Regions from separate parts of the Mus musculus genome. Here region 1 is linked to region 2. Evidence: chromatin contacts called from public Hi-C data. All regions are on one chromosome and are shown on one strand. Each heading gives the region's core, a stretch centred on a gene start, on an enhancer-like site or on the middle of the called end of the contact. The rest is flanking DNA. Distances are from core to core; before and after follow the strand shown. Region 1 overlaps Gsk3b (glycogen synthase kinase 3 beta). Region 2 overlaps Gpr156 (G protein-coupled receptor 156).

Region 1 (2,700 bases), core at 103-2,602, 160 kb after region 2:
CTAAAGAATACTTGAGAACTGGGAGTCTAAAAATGGCCCTTTGGAAAAGAAGGAAGTTCAAGGGCTTAGGCAAAACACTGTGGCTGTGGACTGGAGAAGAGTGGTGCTTCCCAGGCCCTGAGGCGGAAAACTCTACGTCCTAGATTTGGTTCTTTGACCTTATTGCTTCGAGGGTAGATAGCTCTCACTGTATTCTCACATGTCAGAGAGAGATAGACAGAGACAGAGAGACAGAGAGAGACTGCTAGCTCATGACATCATCTAAATTTGGCCCTACAGCCTGACATCAACCTGTTGTTACTTAAGAGTTCCAACCTATGACTTGTAAGGGGAGCTCAAATATTTAGTCAGGAACGGTATTCATGTCGAGTTCCTGCAACTTAGAATGGTACCTTACCTGTGAAATGAGTTTTTGTAGATTGCAGTTAATTTAAGAATTTTGAAATAAGGCCATCTTAGATGATCCATTGGGACAGATATCCTTAGGAAAGAGAGCAAACAGGAGAGATTTAACCAGGGAGGTGGACTGTCAGCGCTGTCGGGGTACAAGGCAGGTTCTGGAGAAACAGGAAGGAGTCTCAGGCCTCTGAGGTGCAGCCTTGTTGTTGGTGTTGCCAGTTTGAATTTCTGGTTTCTAACACTGAGAGAGAATTATTTTTGTTTTCTAAGACACCCAGCTAGTGGCAGTTTGTTACTATAGCAAAACAACAACAACAACCAGTCCAGTGCAGAGACCAAAACAGATCTCTTGTTTTTGCTCGTTATTTTCTCACATTTACTTTGGACTCTTCTTTACTTCGTGTTCCTGTGTTCTCCTGTAGCATCTAAATCTAAATTGGAAGGGGTTTTTCTCTACTTGTATTTTCTTCCATCTGTAGGTTTTTGTTTGTTTCTTTGTTTTAAAGAAAGAGTCTCACCTCGTAACCAAAGTTAGCATTGAACTGCCAAGGACTCAGAAAAGAACTGCAGGTGTGCACCACTGTACTCTGAGGTCAATTACAGTTTTAGTTTGTTGTTCATATCTTTTTTTTCCTGTACTATGTTTGCGTCTTAAACAAACAAAAACCTCAGACTTTTTACGTGGTTTAAACTGAGCTATGTCTTTAGTTGTCAGTGACTTCTTCCTGGTTCTTTATTTCCTTCTTCTGGGTCTTTGTCCTTTATGACTGTGGCTTGTTTTAACTCACTCTTGTGACCCTTGAGGTGTAGCAGTGAGGTAAAGAAAAGCCTTCCAGATGGCTTCAGTATCAGGGGGACATTCTTTGTTGGGTCTGTTTCTTCCCTCAGTGTAGTTCAGTGACGAGGAGTAACAGGGCTTGGGGGCAGGGTAAGAAGTGACGTGTAGGAGGCCCTTCCGCTTGTCTTCTTCCCCTTTCCTGCCTCCTTGGGTAGCTGCTGGATTGAGAACTGTCACAGACAGTTCTCAGGGAACTCGATGCTGCGGGAGGAAACAGAGCGGCGACACGAGCGGGTTTTCCTTTCTCAGCCTGGATGGTTTTTACAGATTAAGACAGCATATGTGTTTTGATTTCACTCACTATCATTGTTTTCTAAATGTAGCTTGGTAAACTGTCTGATTTTACAAATGATTTGTTCAATTAGGAGCTTTTCGATTCTCGTCCGTCGACTTTAAGTCCAATTGAAATATCTGACTGGAGATGACAAAAATATCTGAAAAGGAAAGAATTAGAGACATTTGGGCCATCCAGGGCTGACCTGAGCATTGTGGGAGGTGCTCTGGAGGGCTGACCCCCAGCAAGGTCAGGGCTGAGTCCTGCACGACTGTGTCTTTTTTCTTTACCAAGAGCCCAGAGAGCATTGTTTCTACTGCAGCTTTATGGGGAGAGACACAAGTGCCTTAGCTCCGTGAACTGACGGAGTTGACTCTTCTGGATCAGTGAGCTTTGGTCAACATACATAAGACTAGCTTAGGAATTTAATATGTAAGTTAAAGGATCCAACAGAAAGACTGGGGTATTTGGGGAAGTGGTTAGGAAAGTGACTTTATTCATGTATGATGTCTCTTAGACATGAAGTTAATGACCAGGCTTTTGTTATCTGGTTACTTTTCATAGTTATATGCTTACATATGAAGCTATTAGGTAGTACTTCATTGAAATTCTAAAATTTCAGTTTTTGTATCTTAGGTGTATTTTCCTAGGCTGTCCTATAAAGAACTGAGCAGTGGTTACTATAAATATTGTGTATTCTCAGTGACAAATAAGAAGTTGACTAATAGCAAGTAGAAGAGGGAGGGGCACTGGAAGTGGAGAGCTGGGGGAGACTGCGTCGGCCTGCTCTCACAGCAGCTGTAGAGCATTGCTTTGTGGAGTGCTGGGACAGAAGCGAAGCCCTGTGCTTGCCTTTACTACCTGTGCTTAAGCTTGGGTTTAGATTTGGGGGTTTAGAATGAAGTCTGTAGGGAAAAGAAAGGAAGACCGCCTCCCATCTCCCCCCCCCCCCCCCCCCCCCGTAACTAAGATTGAAAGAACATTGTAAGATAGCATAATCTGAGGTGTGTTTGAAAAATTGTCTGGGATTGATTTCACTGATATAAAAACATTGCAAGGAAGGGGGCGGTTTATATGTGAATGATTACAGATGTCAGAATATGGCGATGGTAAGTGTTGGGCTGGCAGGCCTGCTGCTGCTCAGTAGCTGCTGCTGAGTGTCTGGAGTCTGTTCAGATGGGGGGGGGGG
Region 2 (2,700 bases), core at 44-2,543:
AGGGGAATTTTTCCCCCTATGTATCTATTGCCCCCTCTTGCTGTTTAAAAGCACATTTGAAATATTTTTCAATTGTGTGAGATGTGGAAATACACATTTGGGAATTTGGGGTTTTTTTGTTGTTGTTGTTTTGTTTGGTTTCAAAATCACTATCAAATGCAACCATAATACTCCTAGATGAAGCAGGCTTCCTCAATAAGAGCTCTTTCTGCTTCCCCTTTCTGCTCACTAGGGGTCTTCCCTGTCCCTTTCACTACTGTCCTACACCTGAGCCCACACAATGAGGTAACAGGCGTTTGCTCTGAAATGGAAGTCTAAATTTCCGTATTTCAGCTTTTAAAATGCTTACAAGGATGCAGTTTTGAATTGGTATTCTCTTATGTTTGTAGCCCAGGAGAGCTATGAATTCTGAAATATGAAATATGGGCCATGGAGATAGCTCAGCAGGTAACGACACTTGTCACTAAGCTGGATGCTCTGAGATCTCACGTGACAGGAGGGCAGAGTCAGCTCCTGTGAGTTGTTCTCTGAACCCTCCATGTGTGACATGGTACACAGATGCCAACGCACACACAAAGAAATGTAATTTTTAAAAATTTAAATCTATATATTCTCGTGTGTGTGTGTGTGTGTGTGTGCGTGCGTGCATGGTGTGTAAGTATGCCTGTGTGCATGTGTGTGTGTGTCTGTCTGTCTGTCTGTGTCTGTGTGCGCGTGCACGGTGTACAAGTGTGCCTGCATACACGTGTATGTGAGTCCATTCGTGTGTGTGTGTGTGTGTGTGTGTGTGTGTGTGTGTGACTGTGTGTGTGTGTGAGACTGTGTGTGTGTGTGTGTGTGTGTGTGTGTTAAATTGCCCTGGATAGAGAGAAAAGAACTGTTAGTGTTGAATTACATTTTTATTCTATTTTACAAGAGGAATAAGAAAGGAATCTTTGTAGTGAAAATGTTGAAACCCGGGGAAGAGGTAGCCTCACGAGCTGAGGGCAGAGGTTCTGTCCCATCTGCTTTGCCATTCCCACTTCTTAATGCTTTGATAGGTTCCTATTCAGGAATTAATGTTTGACACAAAAATGGCCATGAATGAGAGGAGCTGCCAGGAAAGCACAGGACACTGAGACCATCGGCTAAAGGAGAATCTGGGGCCAGGACGTTTGGCAAGTTTTCTTTTGTGCTTAATAACTAAAGCTTATATTTGGATGATCGGTTGATTGGGCTATAAAATCCACCACATCTCTGGAATCCAGGTCAGTCTGTTCTTACTGGCTAAGGAAGTGAGGCAGAAATGCACGTGACTGGCTTGCTGATAAGCCTGCAGCAGGGGAAAGACGCAGTGGCTCAAATGATTTGAAAAGGAAGGAGCTGGAAGGCGTCTTGGGTCTCATCGGATTTGACTACTGCTAATCGTTTGGTTTATTCTGTAGCCCTGTCCTTCCGGGTCCTTTATAGCTTCAGTGACTGTAGGTCCAAAATGACAGGCTGGTGGGTGGAAATTTTCCCCTCTCCAGATTAAAATAAATCTGTGCAAGCACTGAGGACTACAGAAAAGCAGTTGAGCTGAGAGAGGCCAGGCCCACCCAGCACTCGAGGCTTTAAGGATATAAAAGAAGTTATTACTTCCCCTGTCCAGCTGCAAACAGCTGGACGGTCCAGGATGAGCAGGTTTTCTGAAGCCAGGGAGAGTGATGTGTGCTGTTCACTTCTGTCACTAACAGCCACTGAAAGTTAGGAAGCTGTGTGGTCAAAGATGAGGTCTACCTCACAGAGCTGAGCCTCATGACCTGGGAGGTGTGTTAGACAAAAGCATTTCCTAGGAGAATTCCCCTGGAAGGATTCCGCCAATGGAAAAGAGCTTTTGGAGTAGCCTGATCTCATTGGAGACAAGTGAACATACGTGTGCACATGCATATGTGAATGAATACTCCCACAGACCCTTCGGTTTCCTAGAAACAGAGGCTGAGAGCGCACAGAGCTTCACAAATACCCTGTTAGGATCTCTCGTTTATTTTCAGGCTTCCTTCATCGCTATGCTGAGAGGAAAGCCCAGGAGAGCCTCACCCACACGAGACTCCTCAGTGAGGACTCAGCTTGGTCAACACCCATAGCCTGCAGAAACGCATTGCACATAGAGACCCCAAAATAACTGGTCTTTCTGTGTGCAGTAACATCAGGGAAGCCTCAGCCATTCCAGAGAAGTCCAGAAAGACACCCAGAAGCCACTTCTGTTACCCAGCAGACCTCCTTGTCTAACGCATGGACATTAAGCCAGTTCATGACACCCTCTGATCTCTAGCACTTTGGTGATCACCGGCAGGGGCTTATAGTCGCCTTAGAGAAGGAAGTTCCAGGACAGATGCTGGGAGAGCAGCTGAGAGGCTATTGCAAGGAAGACTTTGATCAGTTGGTGGCAGCAGAGGTAGAGAAGAAGCAGCTGAGTTCTGGTTGTATTTCAAGAATAGAACCAATGAGGTTTCACAACAGATTGGATGTGGGAAGGAAGGAAGAGTCAACAATGACGCCAAGGTTTTGGGTCCAAGCAAACGGAGATGGAGGGTGGAGAAACAGCTTTCAGGAGAAGACAAGGAGTTAAAGTTTTAATGGACTGTGGTTTAAAATTAAAAAGATCAGATGTGGTGGTACACACCTTTAATTCCAGCTCTGGTCAAGCAGAGGTATGTGAATCTCTGTGAGTTCAATTCC

The links. A called contact is a pair of places that touch in the nucleus more often than the background predicts.
Region 1: a Hi-C map of cerebral cortex shows a contact between it and region 2, with 3 times the contacts expected there. The contact joins two enhancer-like sites. A contact is called at or near these places in 4 of 39 promoter capture datasets (liver, stem cell-derived epiblast-like cells and trophoblast stem cells), 1 of 15 datasets of contacts at CTCF or cohesin (stem cell-derived epiblast-like cells), 8 of 484 Hi-C or Micro-C datasets (Sertoli cells, Th1 cells, cerebral cortex and 5 more), 1 of 115 datasets of contacts at active chromatin or transcription factors (embryonic stem cells) and 4 of 9 other capture datasets (adipose tissue, embryonic stem cells, liver and 1 more).

The regions. Positions count from the first base shown.
Region 1 is chr16:38,130,644-38,133,343 of GRCm38.p6, forward strand. All of the region lies in intron 1 of Gsk3b (glycogen synthase kinase 3 beta), which reads left to right. Among named protein-coding and RNA genes, the nearest start is that of Gm25617, 26 kb to the right of the region's middle. Within about 2 kb of position 1,353, at least 203 of the 459 cell types and tissues checked have an H3K27ac peak or open chromatin away from gene starts, as enhancers often do. A contact at or near this core is called in cerebral cortex, where this site is marked.
Region 2 is chr16:37,972,733-37,975,432 of GRCm38.p6, forward strand. The region is part of intron 3 of Gpr156 (G protein-coupled receptor 156); the gene reads left to right. Among named protein-coding and RNA genes, the nearest start is that of Gm36225, 14 kb to the right of the region's middle. Within about 2 kb of position 1,294, at least 55 of the 459 cell types and tissues checked have an H3K27ac peak or open chromatin away from gene starts, as enhancers often do. A contact at or near this core is called in cerebral cortex, where this site is marked.